Linked DNA regions of Mus musculus: regions 1, 2 and 3 are each linked to region 4. Evidence: chromatin contacts called from public Hi-C, HiCAR-type and HiChIP or PLAC-seq data. All regions are on one chromosome and are shown on one strand. Each heading gives the region's core, a stretch centred on a gene start, on an enhancer-like site or on the middle of the called end of the contact. The rest is flanking DNA. Distances are from core to core; before and after follow the strand shown.

The links. Hi-C and Micro-C count contacts between places; a contact is called where the count stands out from the background. HiCAR-type assays count read pairs that join an accessible place to other places. HiChIP or PLAC-seq counts read pairs in DNA pulled down with a chosen protein or histone mark.
Region 1: a contact with region 4 is called in a Hi-C map of the N1E-115 cell line, with 3 times the contacts expected there. The contact joins two enhancer-like sites. A contact is called at or near these places in 1 of 484 Hi-C or Micro-C datasets (the N1E-115 cell line) and 1 of 115 datasets of contacts at active chromatin or transcription factors (microglia).
Region 2: a contact with region 4 is called in a HiCAR-type map of Th17 cells, with 4 times the contacts expected there. The contact joins two enhancer-like sites. A contact is called at or near these places in 1 of 484 Hi-C or Micro-C datasets (regulatory T cells) and 2 of 115 datasets of contacts at active chromatin or transcription factors (Th17 cells and bone marrow-derived macrophages).
Region 3: an H3K4me3 HiChIP or PLAC-seq map of bone marrow-derived macrophages shows a contact between it and region 4, with 4 times the contacts expected there. The contact joins two enhancer-like sites. A contact is called at or near these places in 2 of 15 datasets of contacts at CTCF or cohesin (the NIH/3T3 cell line and large pre-B cells), 3 of 484 Hi-C or Micro-C datasets (bone marrow-derived macrophages, macrophages and uterus) and 4 of 115 datasets of contacts at active chromatin or transcription factors (Th17 cells, bone marrow-derived dendritic cells, bone marrow-derived macrophages and 1 more).

The regions. Positions count from the first base shown.
Region 1 is chr15:5,867,790-5,872,686 of GRCm38.p6, forward strand. No RefSeq gene overlaps it. Among named protein-coding and RNA genes, the nearest start is that of Gm41259, 170 kb to the right of the region's middle. Within about 2 kb of position 1,757, at least 15 of the 459 cell types and tissues checked have an H3K27ac peak or open chromatin away from gene starts, as enhancers often do. A contact at or near this core is called in the N1E-115 cell line, where this site is marked.
Region 2 is chr15:5,756,997-5,761,639 of GRCm38.p6, forward strand. No RefSeq gene overlaps it. Among named protein-coding and RNA genes, the nearest start is that of Gm41258, 85 kb to the left of the region's middle. Within about 2 kb of position 1,770, at least 10 of the 459 cell types and tissues checked have an H3K27ac peak or open chromatin away from gene starts, as enhancers often do. A contact at or near this core is called in Th17 cells and regulatory T cells, where this site is marked.
Region 3 is chr15:5,925,066-5,929,982 of GRCm38.p6, forward strand. No RefSeq gene overlaps it. Among named protein-coding and RNA genes, the nearest start is that of Gm41259, 120 kb to the right of the region's middle. Within about 2 kb of position 2,901, at least 15 of the 459 cell types and tissues checked have an H3K27ac peak or open chromatin away from gene starts, as enhancers often do. A contact at or near this core is called in bone marrow-derived macrophages, where this site is marked.
Region 4 is chr15:5,444,402-5,449,392 of GRCm38.p6, forward strand. It overlaps the pseudogene Gm46496. Among named protein-coding and RNA genes, the nearest start is that of 5430437J10Rik, 49 kb to the right of the region's middle. Within about 2 kb of position 2,215, at least 126 of the 459 cell types and tissues checked have an H3K27ac peak or open chromatin away from gene starts, as enhancers often do. A contact at or near this core is called in the N1E-115 cell line, Th17 cells, bone marrow-derived macrophages and 1 more, where this site is marked.

The DNA of each region.
Region 1 (4,897 bases), core at 507-3,006, 420 kb after region 4:
AAACAAACATGGCTACCAAGAAGGGAAGCATTGGCAATATGAAGTGTACACAGGTTAATTCAAATTGTTGTCCTAAGCATTTCTATATGTATATGATATTATCAAGCCATCACTTTGCATTTATCAAATACAATTTTTATAGCACACTAGAATTAACTAAAAATGCCACAAAAATAATTCTTCAACTGGTTAACTCCATCGTATTTCAGAAGCTTGATAAATAGTTTCCATTCTACATTGTATATTGTTGTTCCTATGTTAAGAATTTGTGTTTGTTTATAAAATAAGTGAATAGTAACATTTTTACAGTGGATAAATTTTACTTTCTTGCCATGATTTCATGATTTCAGTTAGTTGTCCCTGTGAAGCAACAAGTGTAGTGAATGCTAAGGGGCATAGGCAATTTTAGTTGCAAACATAAACATACTAATTCCCAAAGCTCTATCAAAGAGATATTGGATAAAATATGAGAAATGCTACTGGAAAGTTTGAATACAATCTTTCAGAGGTTTTCTCTCTATTTATTTTGATTAACTAAAGAAGAGTCTCCCTCAACTTTCATTGCCACTAAATCTATAGCAAGTAAAATAATATCTAACTTACAAAAGGGACCATTTGTTACCTGTTGAATATGTGAAGCTGGCCTATGTAGAATGAACCCAAACATATTAACATTACTAAAAGGAGCTTCTGTATATGAAGGAAAGCACATCTTCACTTACCTTAAATATATTACTGTGCATCAGTGATTTTCCCGATGAACGTGGGAGGAAGAGGTCTTCCTGTGGCTCCGTTTGTGTATTTAGTTATAAACTGGGGGCTCCCTTGTGTTCCCTAAGGGCCTAGAATTGCCCACAATGCTCAGGAGACATGTTTATTTACTAAAACACCAGGCTCGTGTATATGATTGAAGATTCCATTAGACCTGCTCTCCCACCCATATATCATGCCCTCAAGGGAAAAACATTGTAGCTGAAACAGAACCAATGTCTAGGAGGGATATTAATGATTGTGAAGGTTCTTTCCAAATCTAAAAATACTTTTTAGGCTTTGACACTGCAATAGATAGGCTCTCAGTTCGCAAGGGCACAATATAGGAGTATGAGGAGCTCATGCATATGCACAGATTTTTTTTTTTTTTTTTTTTTGCCAGTCTCTGCCAATTTCAGAATATTTGGATTATTTTTTTTCCTGTTTGGTTGGATTGCTAAGGATCGTGTTGGGTTTGTTTTCCTTGTTGTGAGTTTTTCCACAGCAAGCAGTTGAGAACGTGGAAAGAAACAGTGACAAGACAACAATGTAGACTGTTTCCATTTGTGTAACTTCTATTTCCTCCCTTTAATATTCAAGGGGATACAAAATCCCACTAGAGCTCAAGTGAGATGCCTTACATCCAGAGCTCTGTGATACACTGTAGCAAGATCGGTTGTACTCATGAGACCTCACTCACTGCCTATACATAAATTTGAAACAAAGCCTAACTCAAAATTTCAGGGGACCTGCAGGAACAGATGCTCTGGCTTAGGGATCATCATTCAACTTGTTGGTATCACAGTATCACTTTGTCATCTGGATCTAAGCGCGACTCACAGATGTGTCGACACTTTGTTAATATTCCGGTGGCAGAAGAACTGACAGCGTGTGGCATCTGGTTAACGTTTAGAGAAGCTTGGAGCGATACTTCTCATTAAGTGGAGATGACTTGGCTTGCCGCGGGGCTGGCAGGCATTTTAAAGCTGTGTTATTCTAGTAACAAATGCCAGATGCCAGGCTGGATGTATAAACACGAGCCAGGTTCAACGTGAAAATATTAATGTGTACACTGGGAACTGTCTGCTACCAATTCAGCTACCAATTCAGCTTTCCAAAGTTTCACATTTGCAGCTTAAGGAACGAATTCCTGAGGCTCTGGTGAGTGAGGTTTGGGGGAGGGTGTAGTTTTGAGAGGGTGATTTGCCTGGCATTGATCTGTTCTCATGCAGAAGGGGCTGGAGTATAATAAGATAGCACTCCAGTTGTTCAGTACCCACATCAAGACCAAGCTGCACACATATGAACAGGGAACTAGGTCTAGCCTGTAGTTGGTGGTTCAGTCTCTGAGAGACTCAACGATCTAGATTAGTTGACTCTGTTGGTCTTCCTGTGGAGTTCCTAGCCCCTTCAGCTCAAATTCCTTCCTCTTATTCTTCCAAAAGAGTCTTCAAGCTCCACCCACTTGTTTGGCTGTGGGGATCTTCATCTGTCTGAGTCAGCTGCTGGTTAGAGCTTCTCAAAGGACAGCCTGTGCTAGACTCCTGTCTGCTAGCATAACAAAGTATCATTAACAGTGTCAGAGACTGGTGCTTGCCCATGGGCTGGGTCTCAAGTTGGACTGATTATTGGTTGGCCATTTCCTTAGTCTCAACTCTGTCCTGAATCCTTGCATTTCTTGGGTGCTAACCCAAAAGCTGTTGCCTGTGTACGGAATATGCTCTACTAGCTGGGCTGCCTTGTCTGACCTCAGTGAGAAAGGAAGCGTCTAGCCTCACAGAGACTTGAAGTGACAAGGGGAGGAGGAATACCCAGGAGGCCCCACCCGCTCGGAAGAGAAAGGGAGGGAGGAAGAATTGTAAGGGGGTAAGCAGGAGGCCAGTGAGAGGGATGAAAAGTGAATAAATAAAAATATTTTTTAATTTATAACTATTTTTAAAAATACAATAGCACTCATTTATCCCTAAAGAGAGGAGGGGGTGGGGACATGGGTGGGAAGTAGGTGCCGAGGGGCCCTAGTGAGACTTTAACTCCTGCTTCTTTCAATGGCAAGGAATAGTGTAATGGAATGTGCAAGATCCTCTGGAGACTGCTCATTTCCTGATTACTCTAATAATGACTGATCTCCATGTTTCTAGGCATACGTGTTATCATATACAAAATAAGTACAGTGTTCTTGCTACATATGGAACTGAACAATTAATGATTACACTTCTGGAGAAAAATTTAACACTTATGATTTTTGTCTTAATATTCTCTCTAAAGATTACTTGATTGTATTGTCCATGAATATCAGCTTGCTTTCCATGACATATGTTTTGAAATACTGTTTACATAACTTCCTTTTGTTTTTGAATTGTTGCAAAATGGAGCTGGACTTGACTATAGTTATTTGTAATTCTAGCACAGAGAGTTCAAAGTTCAAAGTCACTAGTTGAAAGTCAACCTGGACAGTATACTGATGTGGAAGCCATCCTGGGCTATGAAGTGAAATTGAAGCCAACCTAGGCTACAGAGTAAGAATCTGTCCCCAAATTTAAATAACTAGATCATTAGAAATAAATAGATGCTAAAAGAACATAGCATGCATTTGTTAATTTTGAGCATGCCTGTTTTGAATATATGAAAATAGATTAATAGGACTTAAGATGAAATTTTACTCCACAAAAAGAAATTATAGATTTATAAATATTATCCCCTAATTTGCAAGAGTTTAGGCAGAATATAGCATATGAAGATAAACTAAGGTTAAATCCTGGTTTCACACTCTGTGATTTGGTGACTTGAGGAAATGATTATTAAATATTTGGTACATGGTATGTCTGGTTCCAAATTCATAAAATGAGGATTATGTCTTAATGATGAAAATAATTAATGAATATAAAATATTTACTAAAGCCCAGGGTTTATGGCAAGTGAATTACGAGTTTCAATTGTTAGCACGAGACCTTGAGGCATGATGAGAAACAGGAAATCCTGGAAGGCCACTGTTATCCAAAACCAAACGGTCGGCCCTGAAAACATATGCAAGTAACATTGCACAAACGGGACTTCCACACCTAGGGAGATCTGATCTCTATATCTGCAGCCCCGCTTTCCATACATAGAAGACTCGTTTAATCTAAACCCCAAATGTGTAACAGTCCACTTGGGGAGAAAACTGCTGGATTTCTCTTTCTAAGTCAGCTCAGAGGACAAAACCTGTCTGGCTGACATGGAGTGCTCGGGGACAAGTTCCTGAGCGTGCCACAGGCAGTGCACAGGAGAGGCACCAAATGGCTTGCAAAGGGATTCACTAGGGTTTGTTGCTGTCTGTATGTTTCTCTTTCCTTTCCCAGAAGCCCAGGACAGAGGAGCAGATGTTATTTAGACATTCTGATGTAGAGGAATCAACTACTTGGTTTGCTATGCCGCAGGAACAGATGCAAAGAATGGGCTGACTGTGTAAAGATATAGAGTGTTCTGTTGGATAAGCTGTCCTGGCTGTTAAATGTCTAGACAAAGATTTGAAAACATACACATATGAATAACACTATATACATTAGCCAGGTTGCATCAATGCATTCCTAAATATAGAAAATGGTATAATTATAATCTCAAAAAATAAAAAATAAAAAGGATTCTAAAGCACACTGGTCATACTGTAAGCTGACGTTGGCTTTGTAACAAAGTTCTTCCATGTTCTTGTTCCTCTCCCCTGACCTAACCCCACCCATATTGAAGGGAACTGGAAATGAGGAAGTGTCCATTTCCTGCTCAACCTCTCTCTGTCTAGAAAATTGTTTTGATTTTGCAGTTTACGATTCTAAAACAAAACAAAACAAAACAAAACAACAAAACAAAACAAATGTTACCTCTCCAGTTACCTCTTCGGATCTCTGATACTACACCCATACCTTTTCTATTGCTCTCCTATCCTCAGGCCTTGTATGTGGTCCTCTTTTACTTTCCAGGTTTCTGCAGTTACTCTTGAATTTGTACTCACATCATCTCAAGATTTGGAGCTCGGGGCTTCTGATGAGAAAAAAATATCCAATGTTTGACTTTCTGGGTTGAGGTTACCTTATTCAAAATAATCTTGCCTAGGATCATCCTCTTACATTCCTGATCTCATTTTTCTTTACAGTTGAATAGCATTGCCTTGGGT
Region 2 (4,643 bases), core at 520-3,019, 310 kb after region 4:
AATGAATATGGGATAGCCAAGAGAAAATTCTTGTTTTCAGACTAATATATAAGTGACTAAAAAAACACAAACAAACAAATTGGCAGAGTTTAATGAGTTTGCCTCATAGGAGGTAAAGAAAACTATGAGAGGTAGATGGCCAAGACAGAGAGGAAACTAGAAAGGTCATGTTTTTGCCAACCTACTGTTAACTGAACAAAACAGCAAAACAAGAGCCTCCTGTCAGGATGGAAAGTGACACAGCAGGAAATTGTAGCATGCATATGTAAATCTAGCAAATGCATGCTAAAGTAAGAAAATGATTAGCTAAAGACTTGTTTGCGCTAAAAAGTGAATTCCAGGCCAACATGGGAGTCATAGCAAGGGCTTGTCTCATTTAATAAAGAAAGAGAAGAGTGGAAATGGCCAGAGGGAGACAGGCGCTTGCTGCTATATTTGACAACCTGATTTTGATCCTCACGTTCCACATGGTGGAAGGATGGAACAAGTCTTTCAGTTGTCCTCTGACCTAGTCACACAAATATGCACACACACACACACACACACACACACACACAGAGCATTTTTCTTTCTCCCTCTGTCTGTCCTCCTTCCCCTTCTCTCTCACACACATGCAAAATTAAAAGTATAATAATAACTTAAAAACAACAGCAAAGCTGGGCGTGGTGGCACACGCCTTTGATCCCAGCACTCGGGAGGCAGAGGCAGGCGGATTTCTGAGTTCGAGGCCAGCCTGGTCTACAAAGTGAGTTCCAGGACAGCCAGGGCTATACAGAGAAACCCTGTCTAGAAAAACCAAAAACTAACCAAACAAACAAACAAAACAAAAAACAAAACCCAGCAAAAGGATACAAACGAAAGACTAAGAAACGTAAAGATCAAAGAAACAGATACATTGCATGAAGGAGCTGATGACAAATTGCCTAGGTTCAAGTACAAGTACTGTGTTCAAGGTTTAGAGCCATACTAGCTGAGTGGTTCTAATCCACTTCCTTCCTAACATCATCTGAAAGCACCCCACTTATCATTGTTATTGTATTCATGTTGAGAGGGCACATATTGAGATTTTCCAAGTTCCAAGTTAAAATTCCTTGTGGTATAAATTTAATTATTTAATATGCTCCAGGAAGCTCAAAGCAAGACTTGGTTGATGGTGATGAAGAATCTAATCTACACGGGAAACACCCAGGAAAGCAATAAAAGTACGTCACCATCTGATGGAAGTGGCAGAAGTCAACATAATCCAGACTGCCTTTGAGACTACTAAGACCTGGTGGGCACAAATCCTGCATTCCATATATTCAGGGGCCATGCCAGCAAGTCAAACTAGAGATGCCCCACGTGAAGAGACCTGAAAACTTGGTCAGTGGTTGAGGTCAGGGAAAAGATAATGAGTGTGTCAGCAGAAGCCACATATCCTGGAAAATGCTGAGCAGGCTATCAAGCCCCAGTCTCGTACTTTGTATGTTAAATAAAAAAATAAGAACAATTAAATCCATGACAAAGGGGGAGGAGCTAAATTGTCTTGAGCTGACTTGGAGGCAAGCAATGTTGCTTTAGTTTCAGGATGCTTCTAGTGGTAGGTGGTACTAACTGATTGAGGTGTCAAGGTTCCTTAGAATTTGCAGTGAGATGGTTGTTTTAGGTTTCTCAGAATCATTTTGTTTGTATGTAGGAATGGATTAACATGGGAACTAGTTACACTGGCACCCGTTCAGGTTACCCCTACACACTCCACTGTGTAGTAAGTAGTGTCTTTTAAACACATGTTAAAAAACATTCATCTCTGAATATAGAAACGCAAGATTTCCTGGAAACAAAAATGCAAGTACTTATAGTAAACCCATTAGTAAATGAGTAATGTGACCACAAGCACTGACTGGTGGAAATATTAATATTCTGTTTTGGTTCTTAGAGGAAAATAAGGCAGGATATTGAGATTAGAAAACACCACATCAATCACTGGGGAATTTAGTTGGAAACTGATTTTTTGAGACATCTTCAACCTGAAAAAAAAAAATCAGTGAAGAGTCAGAAAATGACATCAGTATCAGAAATGAGTAGAATTTGTTAGCATTTAATACCCCAGAGACACGAAAAGTCTCTGTCATTATGAATTAGTCATTCTCCAAGGAGTTTAGACCTGGAAGATCACAATGATTCTACCTCTAACAGAAGCATCTGGTGAGGATCCAATACCACCAAAGGGAAGAACATAAAACTCTGTATGTTATGCTTCAGAGATCACCAAGACAACACCACTTCAGCCCTTATGTAGTTTTATTCGTTCTCTCTCTAGATGCCTGAGTAGCGGTGTCTTGTTTTCAAATGTATGCCAACAATATGTATTCAGGAGACCTAGAGAGATTATGATTTAGGGCATAGTTTAGTGTATTAGAAAATAACTGGTTGAAAAAGCTGAGAGACTTAATATTGAAAGGTTGATACTGCCGAGGACTGGCTGGACTGAAGACGTTCCTTGAGCCCAGGATATTCAAAGAAGGAACATAGCACCTACAACCAGGAAGGAGCTAACTGAGCCGATAACAGCTTGGGGCCAGGGCCTTAGGCGCTTTTCCTTGAGGTGAGGATGTGTGAAGAAGGAACCCAGTTTCTTCTTTAAAACCAGGAATATGCTCCACAGAGCTGCTTATGGTCTAGGGCCAGGGCCTGTGGGGGAGCTGGTCTTCAGATTTAGAGTACCTAACTTCCCATTTTACAGGGCTGTACTTATCAGTCCCAGGGTCACTGTGTGCTCAGTCTGCAATGCTCTTGAGACAACTTGTGTTCCTCTTGGGTAACATTGCTTGACTAGCTCATCTCTGACTTGTCTCATTGAATGATAGTGTCCGTTGACTGTTCAATTTCTCCCCTGGAAGTAGTATATAGAATGCCACATTTCTTTAAGGGGCTTGCTTGACATAAAAACATAGCTTATGTAAGACTTTCAGATACCAGTCTTCTGGGTTCTTTCTTTTCATTCCACTGGCCACATCCCACAGAGGACCCTGTCACTGAAGAATGACCTACCAGTCAAGGCCAGCTACATAAAAGAGCCAGAAAAATAAAAGAGAAGACAACTAGAGAGCAGAAAGAAAGTATAAGTGATACAATGACTTGTTTCTATTGATAGGAGCCCCTGGGGCACTCCCCACTGCTGCCCTGCTCACTGAGGACCAGGTCTGCAATGGTCCTGCCCCTCCCAGGCTACAGTGACCTTCAGAACCACAATCATTGTTGTCAGTGTCAAGATCTAGAAACTTCTCTCGCCTACTGCTCTGGGAATCTAGGAATGAAAAACAGCAACCGTGCAGGAAGCCAGCAGCAAAACGAGAGCCCCAAAATAGAGATTCAGCCTTAAGCTCCATTTGTACATAACAGTGTAGAAGGGATGGTATGTGAGTCTATTTGTTCTTACAATTAATTGCAAACTAACCATCAATGTGACTCCAGACTCCTTCTAACTGACAGGTCTAAGGAACAAGCTTTGATCCTCCCCCCATGTTTGGCTAAGAATATTTAAGTCTCTAGCCTATTTCAGAATTTGAAAAAGTTTATTTTTAAAGATCAAATAGTAAATATTTTATGATGAGTCATTCACCTGCTCATGGCAGCTACAATGACAGCTGTCTAGATGACAGAACACATAGCTTAGCTTTGCACCAGTCCTCTACGGTACTGGGCTCTTAGTGCAAAGGTGTTTAGAATCTGTGTGTAATTCCACTGTCACACTAACTTGAGTTATAAATTAGGAACATAGAAATATGACCAGATCATATCAGAAATTATGAAAAAATTAGGCCATGCTTATAACTCAGCCAATGGTAGCACATTGTTGTAAAGTAACCTGGACTATACAAGAGGAAACATCACATGACTAATATTGTGAATATTTTAAAAAATATCAACACCATAAATTCTTTTAATGCAAACAAATAGTAATATATTGCAATATAATATAACTTAATGCTGCATTCTAAGTAAAATATCCACTAGGGCTTCTTTACTTTTTCCTATGCTTGCCATATTTTAAGTAAAGACGTAAAGTAGTTTTTATTTTTAAAAAATATGTTTTCAGTCTGTGCTAAGCATGCTAGTTTTAAAGGTTATAATCTCCCCCTTCTCTCCTGTTTCTCTCTGTCTCTCTCTGTCTCTGTCTTTCTGTCTGTCTCTGTCTTTCTGTCTGTCTCTGTCTTTCTGTCTGTCTCTGTCTGTCTCTGTCTTTCTGTCTGTCTCTCTCTGTTTCTCTCTGTCTCTGTCTGTCTCTCTCTGTCCCTCTGTCTCTCTGTCTCTGCCCTTCTGTTTCTGTCCCTCTGTCTCTCTCTATCTCTGTCTCTCTCTGTCTCTCTCTGTCTGTCTCTGTCTTTCTGTCTGTCTCTCTGTTTCTCTCTGTCTCTCTGTCTCTCTATATATATCTCTGTCTCTGTCTTTCTGTCTGTCTCTGTCTTTCTGTCTGTCTCTCTGTTTCTCTGTCTCTCTCTCTCTCTCTCTCTGTCTCTGTCTCTGTCTCTCTCTCTCTCTCTCTCTCTCTCTCTCTCTCTCTCTCTCTCTCTGTGTGTGTGTGTGTGTGTGTGTGTGTGTGTGTGTGTGTGTGTGTGTGTGTGTGTGTTTGCATGCACTATTTTACTTCTCAAACTCTGAGC
Region 3 (4,917 bases), core at 1,651-4,150, 480 kb after region 4:
TATTTATACTCTTGGAGGAGAAAAGAGTTCCGACTAGGAACTCCATGCCAACTACAGAGAAAGTACAAAATCAGTGAAGAAGAAAACCCTCCTTAGCACACACTGTGGTCAGCCTCTTTAATTTGGTCATTCTAGTGGCAGTGTGGTAAGAGAACTCCTCATCATTTTAGTTATGATTTTCTCTAATTATTAACGTCTCACATAGCTCTATACAGATATTTAACATCCATATATCTTCTCTGATGAGCTTTCTTTTTAATATTTAAAAATGTTAGATTACATGATACTGGTGTTCTATCCAAGCAATCTCTGCACATTATTCCTGGCAATGTACAATGGTGGAAAATGACTTTGAGAAGTGTCTTAGTCAGGGTTTCTATTCCTGCACAAACATCATGACCAAGAAGCAAGTTGGGGAGGAAAGGGTTTATTTGGCTTACACTTCCATACTGCTGTTCATCACCAAAGGAAGTCAGGACTGGAACTCAAGCAGATCAGGGAGCAGGAGCTGATGCAGAGGCCATGGAGGGATGTTCTTTACTGGCTTGCCTCCTCTGGCTTGCTCAGCCTGCTCTCTTATAAAACCAAGACTACCAGCCCAGATATGGTCCCACCCACAAGGGGCCTTTCCCCCTTGATCACTAATTGAGAAAATGCCTTACAGTCGGATCTCATGGAGGCATTTCCTCAACTGAAGCTCCTTTCTCTGTGATAACTCCAGCTGTGTCAAGTTGACACAAAACTAGCCAGTACAAGAAGCAATCTGACAATATCTTTTATATTTGAAAATATAATTTTATTCTTAGATGTTTACCAAGAAGAAATAAAAGCATATTTCAACACGCAGACTTGTCCAGAAATATTCTTAAAATATATTTGCAGTTTTTCTAATCTGGAAACAACCAAGATATCATTATAAGATTTTTTGAACAATGAATGGTGGTACATATGTAATACAGTATTGTACACCTATAAAAGTAATGGTTAACATAAGCACCAACAAGATAAGTGTCAAAATAACCATGTCAAATTAAAAAGCCAGATTATATTAAGAATGCAAAGTAATACATAGTAATATAGGAAAATTTTATAATGAAGCACAAAGCAATGTGTAGGGTTGCTGTTTGCTAATATCTTGTGATGGTGTTTTATGGGTGTCCTCATAGGTCACAATTTCTTTACATGTAGATTACCCTCACTTGTACTTTAAGACATCTAATAAGTAATGTCTCTGCCTTCTAAGTCCAGTGCTATAAATAGCAACACTACAAAATTCACTATTTTGCTAGTATGGTGCAAATAAAGCATTTACTCACGAACTCCAAAGAAGGCCCTGGAGCGATTTCTCAGTAGTTAAGAGCATTTTCTCCTCTGGTAGAGGACATATGTTCAATTCCCCACACCCACGTGACGGCTCACAACCATCCCCAACTCCAGTTCTCTGGAATCTGACATGCTCTCTGACTTCCATGGCTGCCATGTGCACACATGGTACACATATAAAATGCAAGGGGAAGAGTTGTACATGTACAGTAAAATACATAAATGTAAAAATTAAATAAATTAAAACTTCAAGGTAGCACTAGTCTCTTGGATTCGTCCAGTAGTCTATCGTCTAGACTGAGGTGACTCTGAAGACTTTATGAGACCCTGAGGACATGATGACAAGCTGTCAGTATGCAGTCTTTCACACCAACCACCCCACAAGCTTTGCAGTGTTGCTTTCATTAGAAACTGCTTCTGTCCAGTGTCTAAGTACATGTTCAGAAAATAACCTTAAATACACTTTCTTTTCCTCTAAAAAGATCTGTTTTCCATCAGTGAGGAGAAAGTCAACTCTTACTATATTTGGTCTTTTAATGATATTTTCCCAGAAGTAAGATTTAGCAGAATTTAATTATTGGAAACCCTGAAATACACCTTCAATCCTTCAGCTTCTAAAAGATGCTTGAAACCTTCCCATCTCCTTCAGACCCTTGAGGTACTTGTATGTGCCTATAAATAAAACCATGTGTCTATTTTATTCACTTTTAACATCTATTGTAAGCATAGCCCTTCTACACTAAGTTCCCCTTTCTTTTCTGGAGACAGTGTCCAGTATCTGAGGCTGTCCTTGCACTTGGTATGTAGCAAAGTTCTGGTCCTCTGATTCCCCAGTGTTGGTATTACATGTGTGCTCTACCATGCCTAGCCTGAAATCATCTTCCAAACATTGGCTCCTTTTCTTCTGTTTTTGCTCACAGTTTAGAAATAGTCAATGTTCAACGCACATCTTTGCATCATGTACCAGAAAGTATATTATATTTAAGCGAAGAAAGTCACGTTAATTTTGAATAAATTCCCAATTAAAACTAATTAGAATTTAAAGAGATAGAGAAAAATTCTAGTCCTGAAAGATGGAAATATAGAAGACTGGAAGAGAGGAAGTTATATCTTTGGTCTGCTTTTTTTTTTCCTTTGTTCTACCTACACCAAGGGCTAACATCAATGGGGAATATCTGTACACGAAATATAAGACTTTTTGTTTTGTTTTGTTTTTTTCGTAATGCCTTAACATTCAGTGAGGAAGGCTGTATGCCCTGAAAGAGAAGCCAGGGTATGGTTTCAATGCATATCCCATACAACCAGAAATAAAAGGCAGATGTAGGATAGATGTGTTTTTCCATTTGATTTTAACTGGCTTTTTTTGGGTAACTTACATTCTCCCCACTTGAACTACATACAACCCTAGGTGTCCTTCGCCAGAGAAGAGTACCCACTTTACATTTGTCACCTAGAATTTGTCACTGAAAATTCACTGTTGTGTATGCCTTATCAGGGACTACTCTCCACTGACTTGGCTCCAACATTGCATAGGGTGTTATGTTTCTCCCTCCTATGCTCTCCCTCCCACACACTGCAGACTGATGAGGTCACGGGATCCCCTAATCTACTTCCACTTCCCTGATCTGTCTTCTCTCCACACTGTGTTTGTTGATTTGCCAGTTCTTTCGTATTTGTACTGTTTCAGTTTTTATCTATGAGAATATGTTTTCAGAGTTACTGAGTCATATAGTAATTCCAGGTTTAATCTTTAGGAATGGCTAAGGGTAAGTGAGTGGGTGGTGTGCTTGTGTGTGTGTGTGTGTTAGAAGCTTCCCAGAAATGTGTAAGAATTCTTTAGCTTACCAGCACTTTAGCACAGTCCATTTTGTTTTCGGCTACCCCGATGTGCACAGAGTGTCATCTCAGTTAGTCTGGTTCATATCAGCCAAATCTGAGTTAGAGATGCACTGATTTCCTTTCTTTGCTTAAATCATTTCCTTTAATATAATGTCTTCTGGGCTCATTCCTATTGTGACAAATGATGTGATTTCATTTACTTATCTATTTCTTCACTGGTGGACATGTAGGTGAATTTTGTATGTTGGATGTCATTAATACTTCCACCATAAGTCCGGGAGTGCAGATGTGTCTCTAGCATGCTGATTTCACTCTCTTTGGTTACATGCCTGTAGAGGGATTATTGGATGACATGGTTGTTCTGTTTTTGAGAAAAGCCTGTGTATTTGTTTTGATATCTCTACCAACAATGTGAAAGGATTCCTTTGTCCTCTGCATCTTAACCAGTACTTTGTCTTTTTGACACTGGCCATTCTCACTGCAATGAAGTTAGAACTCATTGTGGCTCTGATTTGCATTTGCCTGGTGATTAGCAGTATTGTGTAGTTTTCAGATACCTGTTGGCAACTTGTAAGTCTTCCAAGTTTTTTTTTTTTTCCTCAGATCCTTTGTTCCCTTTTCAATGGATGATTCCTTCCTATGTTACTTGGGTTCTTTCTATGCTTTGGATATTAATATTTTACAAAATGAATAATATAAAATACCATTTGTAGGCTCACAGTGACTCTTTGCTTTGTTGATGTATACCTTGAGGTATAAAAGCTTTATTGTTTTATTTTTAAATTATGTGTGTGTGTGTGTGTGTGTGTGTGTGTGTGTGTGTGTGTGTGTGTGTAATATATGTTCATGGTTAATGCATGTGCATGTGTATGTATCTCCAGTGGTCAAACATGTGAGCTACTTGATATGGGCACTAGTAGACTCAGGTTCTCTGGCAGAGTAGTCTGTGCCCTTAAGAACTGGGCCATCTCTCTGGACCCTGCACAAACCTTTCAATTTGTTCTCTGTCTTGACTTTTACTTTTGCTGCTTGAAATTCTGAGTCATAGCCAAAACCTGTTTCTACATACCACTCCTTTTCAGTATTTCACAAGTCTCCTTTCTCTAGTTAATGAAAAGTTATGCTCTTTCAGGGATATCAGTGAGGTTTGCTTCCTTTTTTGGTGTTCTTTGCAGCCTGCAGTTGATATTTCTGTATCTAGGGTAGAAGTTCAATTCCATGCACCCAACCCCACCACTGGGTAGGTTCTTCTAACCTTTAGGCACATGCTAAGATAATGGTATATTAACTTCTATTTGGGACTCAGTAGTGTTGCCTCTGTGTAGTTTCTTTTCCTATGATCTTGCCAGCATTGGTGTCTGAGGTTACAAGGGTTTATGAATTCACTAATGTGGTGTGCTTTCGTATAGGATAAGGTTTCAGGTTATAACAGGTGGTACCTGCAAGTGTTGTGGGTTGCTGTCTATAGGACAATCTTTGATGTGGTCAGGATCACAGTCTTACTAGATGTCAAGGCAATGTCAGACCTGTGGAGACACTGCCGACTCTCTGGCTGCACATGTCGTTTCTAGAAGACACAGCATTTACTGATGTGTTATTAGATTACTCTCAGCTACACAGGGCATCCTGGCTACCTGTGAGGTAAGGAAAAGGAATTTAAAATAACTATTACAAAGAAACCCAGCAAGATATGATAATACAGATAACTGATTCAATAAAATCAGGAAAAAAAGCAATTCAAATGAGAAATTCAGC
Region 4 (4,991 bases), core at 965-3,464:
AATTGTTTTCCAGCCTTTAACTCTGAGGTAGTGTCTGTCCTATTCCCTGTGATGGGTTTCCTGTAAGCAACAAAATGTTGGGTCCTGTTTCTGTAACCAGTCTATTAGTCTATGTCTTTTTATTGGGGAATTGAGTCCATTGATGTTACAAGAAATTAAAGAAAAGTAATTGTTGCTTCCTGTTATTTTTGTTGTTAAAGTTGGGATTCTGTTCTTGTGGCTGTCTTCTTTTAGGTTTCTTGATGGATTACTTTCTTGCTTTTATGAGGGTGTAGTTTCTGTCCTTGTGTTGGTGTTTTCCCTTTATTATCCTTTGAAGGGCTGAATTCATGAAAAGATTTTGTTTGGATTTTGTTTTATCATGGAATACTTTGGTTTCTCCATCTATGGTAATTGAGAGTTTTTCTTGGTATAGTAGCCTGGGCTGGCATTTGTGTTCTCTTAGGGTCTGCATATCATCTGTACAGGATCTTCTGGCTTTCATAGGCTCTGGTGAGAAACCTAGTGTAATTCTAATAGGCCTGCCTTTATATGTTACTTGACATTTTCCCCTTACTGCTTTTAATATTCTATCTTTATTTCATGCATTTGTTGTTCTGATTATTATGTGTTGGGAGGAATTTCTTTTCTGGTCCAGTCTATTTGGACTTCTGTAGGCTTCTTGTATGTTCATGGGCATCTCTTTCTTTAGGTTTGTGAAGTTTTCTTCTATAATTTTGTTGAAGATATTTGCTGGCCTTTTAAATTGAAAAATCTTCATTCTCATTTACTCCTATTATCCATAGGTTTGCTCTTCTCATTGTGTTCAGAATTTCCTGGATGTTTTGAGTTAGGATCTTTTAGCATTTTGCATTTTCTTTGACTGTTGTGCCGGTGTTCTCTATGGAATCTTCTGCATGTGAGATTCTCTCTTCCATCTCTTGTATTCTGTTGCTGATTCTCACATGTATGGTTCCAGATATCTTTCCTAGGGTTTCTATCTCCACCACTGTCTCACTTTTGGTTTTCTTTATTGTGTTTAGTTTCCCTTTTAGGTCTTGTATGGTTTTGTCCTATTCCATCACCTGTTTGGTTGTGTTTTCCTGTATTTCTTTAAGGGATTCTACCTCTTTAGCAGTGTTCTCCTGTATTTCTTTAAGTGAGTTATTAAAGTCCTTCTTGATGTCCTCTACCAGCATCAAGAGATATGATTTTAAAACCGAGTCTTGCATTTTGGGTGTGTTGGGTATCTAGGACTGGCTGAGGTGGGAGTGCTGGGTTCTGATGATGGTGAGTGGTCTTGGTTTCTGTTAGTAAGATTCTTATGTTTGCCTTTCGCCCTCTGGTAATTTCTGGAGTTAGTTGTTATAGTTGTCTCTGATTGGAGCTTGCTCCTCCTGTGATTCTGTTAGCCTCTGTGAGCAGATCTGGTAGTGTAGCTCTCTCCTGAGTTTCAGTGGTCAGAGTACTCTCTGTAGGCAAGTTCTCCTTTTTCAGGGAAGGTGCACAGATATCTTGTGTTTGGACCTCCCTCCTGGCTTAAGATGAAGTCCTGAAACAGGGCCTGTCCCAGAATCTGTATACCTTCTGTAGTGTGTTCTCTCACCTGAGCAGACTAGTCTCTGAGGGATCTGGTACCCAATATTGCTCTCCCAGGTGCTCTGTTGTAGAGCCCTCCTGGGCAGGGCAGATACCTCTCCTCTGTCAGGGAAGGTGCCGGGATGTCTGGAGCCCGAAATGGGCTCTGTTCCAGAAGCTGTGTTGCTTCTGCCTGTTGTAGAAGCTGTGTAGCTTCTGTAGTCCGCACTCTCGCCTGGGCAGACTAGTCTTTGAGGGATCTGGGACCCAAGATGGCTCCCCCCAGGTGCTCTGCAGCAGAGCCCTCCTCTGTCGGGGAAGGTGCCTGGATGTCTGGAGACTATAAATTTTTACTTCCTGGTTCCTGTTTTCTTCTGTGTAACTCTTCAACTTTACACTGTATCCTTGTTTCCTTTTCTGTAATCCCTCAAAAGCATAGACTTTTCCCTGGAAAGGAAACTAGAGATCCTGTTGTCCAAGTCCTTCACCTTACAGACGAGAACCTCCAGGCCAATGTTGATTTATTAACACCCGGAAGATGAATAAAGTAATAGCAGAAGTGAAAGATTAGGATCTTTTGAGCATAGTTGCTGTCAACGTGGTTTGACTCTTCTCAGAGCTCTGAGTCACTGTCTGTGTGATTGCACATTTGATTAAACACATACAGTTCCTTCTATAATTAGAGGCAGGTAAAAATAGCAAAGTGACTTGACCACTTCTCCATTTCCCTGGAGCCCATGTCACAATTATCGTCTTCCTTTTGACAGCAATGTTATAGTTTTATATTAACTATTTTATTCGTTTTTGGGGGTTTAATATAATTACTGCCTGGGGCCACTGAGGATTAGTGAAGCATATGTAAATAAAATCTGGGTGAGTTCAGAAAAGCACGAGGAGGGGAGATGTAGGAAACCCCCTGTAGCATTGCAGAGGTGTCAGGGCAGAAGTGAGAGCTGCAAACATGTCACAGCCTGGCGATGCTGTATCATAACCTACAAGTCAGGAGGTCTGGATTCCCTGTTCCTGGGTGCAGGTCTGAACCTTGGAAAGTTGATGACATTTAGCTGTCATTGGTGGCTTTCATTATTAGAATGAGCTAAAAGAGAAGGGACCTTTAAAGTGACCTTTCCCACCAGAACCTATGACCCAGATGATGTCATGCATGACAGGCCCTGTTACAGGGATTTTTCACATGATCAGCTGAGGAGCTACAATATCCATTTTGAACTTGTCCTGTAGTTCTCAAAAGAATGTACTAATCTTCAGCCGTGTGTGTGTGTGTGTGTGTGTGTGTGTGTGTGTGTGTGTGTGTGGGCCTTCTGTATGAGAATGAGAAGATGTTGGGTGAGAGCCTCATTTAGGTGACAGGAAAATAAATTACTTCAATCTACATTAATGATGAAAGTTCATTTACTCCTATTTTATTAATATATTTTTAGTTAAAAGAGAATTACATCCCTTTCCCACTACCCCTTTCCTCCCTCCAGCCCCTTCCCAGATATTTTTTCCTCCAATCCCTCCTATGACCTTCCCATGCTTACATTGCTAGCCTCTATTTCTTTGATTATTACTGTTTCATATATACATATGTGTGTGTGTGTGTGTGTGTGTGTGTGTGTGTGTGTGCACGTGCATAAGTATCCACAAATATATAATCAACTTTCTGGGTCTTTTTTGGTTGTTTGTGTATATATGGACCCGTATTCATTGAGTAACCAACAAGGGGACTTATATCCAGGAGAGGCTAATTCTCCTCTGGCTGTTATTAGTTGCCTGTGGGTGGGTCCCATGACATTTTACCCACTTTCATGTCACCAGATCTATTGATAATGAAATTGTTCCAGTCTTGTTTATTCAGCCATTTCTAGGAGAGACTGTTTCACAGCCAACTTCCTGGTGTTCTGGATCAGACAATCTTTTTACCCTTTCTTCCAGGATATGCCCTGAGCCAAGCCATAGATATAAGAGCTGTGATATAAGTGTATCCATTGAGGCTGGGCTCCTCATGATCTGTCGCTGTATTGTGTTCAGCTGTGGGTTTTTTGTGATAGACTCCATTTGCTGTAAATAGAGGCTCTGTTTGATGAGGTGTGGGAGCTACCTACACTTATCTGTACCCACAGCATTGAAGGATGAGATTTGAGTTGTAGTGAGTAATTACTCTGGTTTAGCCAAGTCATGGTGGTAAATTCTTTTCTAAGGTCTATGCCCTCACAAAACTTGAGAAGCTAGCTAGATTTCCCATACAAGGCATGAATTCCTTCCTGTTGCATGAGACTTAAGTCTAATTAGACAGCTGTTGGTTATCACCAACACACAAGGGATTCTCATTTCATTCTTTGGATATCTTATCATGCTGATCATTGTTGTGCTTCATAGGTTTTGCAGCTGGGTAGGACTCTTGAGTTGCCTCCCTCCACTGACAACTTGTATATCATAGAAGCTAGAGTCATCCACTTGACTCATCTGAGTTCTGGGTTCAAAGTGTGTGGTGTTAGCAGTAAACGAGGACTACATTGATAGTAGTCTGTGTTGTTTTAGGAGTCACTTGAATAACTCTTAAACATTCCAAAGAAAATTTCTCATTCTGGCTCCTGGATTTTGTTGGTGTTAGCCTATGGTTGTTTTGGGGAAGCAATTAAAAAAATAGCATGTAAGTGAATGGAGTCTTCAGCAATAGTGACTTACCTCCCACCTCTGGGGCAACAAAAGGCAGTCCAGTAGCCTATAATATTTTGGGATTTTCTTGGAAAACCCTGACAAAAACGAGAGCTTCTTGTGCTTGGTGTTAGGGTTATGTTAGTCTATGACTCCTCAGGGAGCACTGTATCGATGGTCATCTCTGAAAACATACACAGAAAAGTAACATTGTTTGTACTGAGCAGGTTGTATTTATATATTTACGAATATGTATATATGTATATAAATTTATTACATATTTGTAACCAGTCTTTTTTTATTTATTAGGTATTTTCTTCATTTACATTTCCAATGCTATCCCAAAAGTCCCCCATACACTCCCCCCCACTCCCCTACCCACCCACTCCCACTTCTTGGCCAGGCATTCCCATGTACCGGGGCATATAAAGTTTGCAAGACCAATGGGGCTCTCTTTCCAATGATGGCAGACTAGGACATCTTCTGATACATAAGCAGCTAGAGACACGAACTCTGGGGATACTGGTTAGTTCATATGGTTGTTCCATCTATAGGGTTGCAGAACCCTTTAGCTCCTTGGGTATTTTGTCTAGCTCCTCCATTGGGGGCCCTGTGATCCAGCTAATAGCTGACTGTGAGCATCCACTTCTGTGTTTGCTAGGCCTCAGCATAGCCTCACAAGAGACAGCTATATCTGGGTCCTTTCAGCAAAATATTGCTAGTGTATGCAATGGTGTCAGCGTTTGGAGGCTGATTATGGGATGGATCACCGGGTA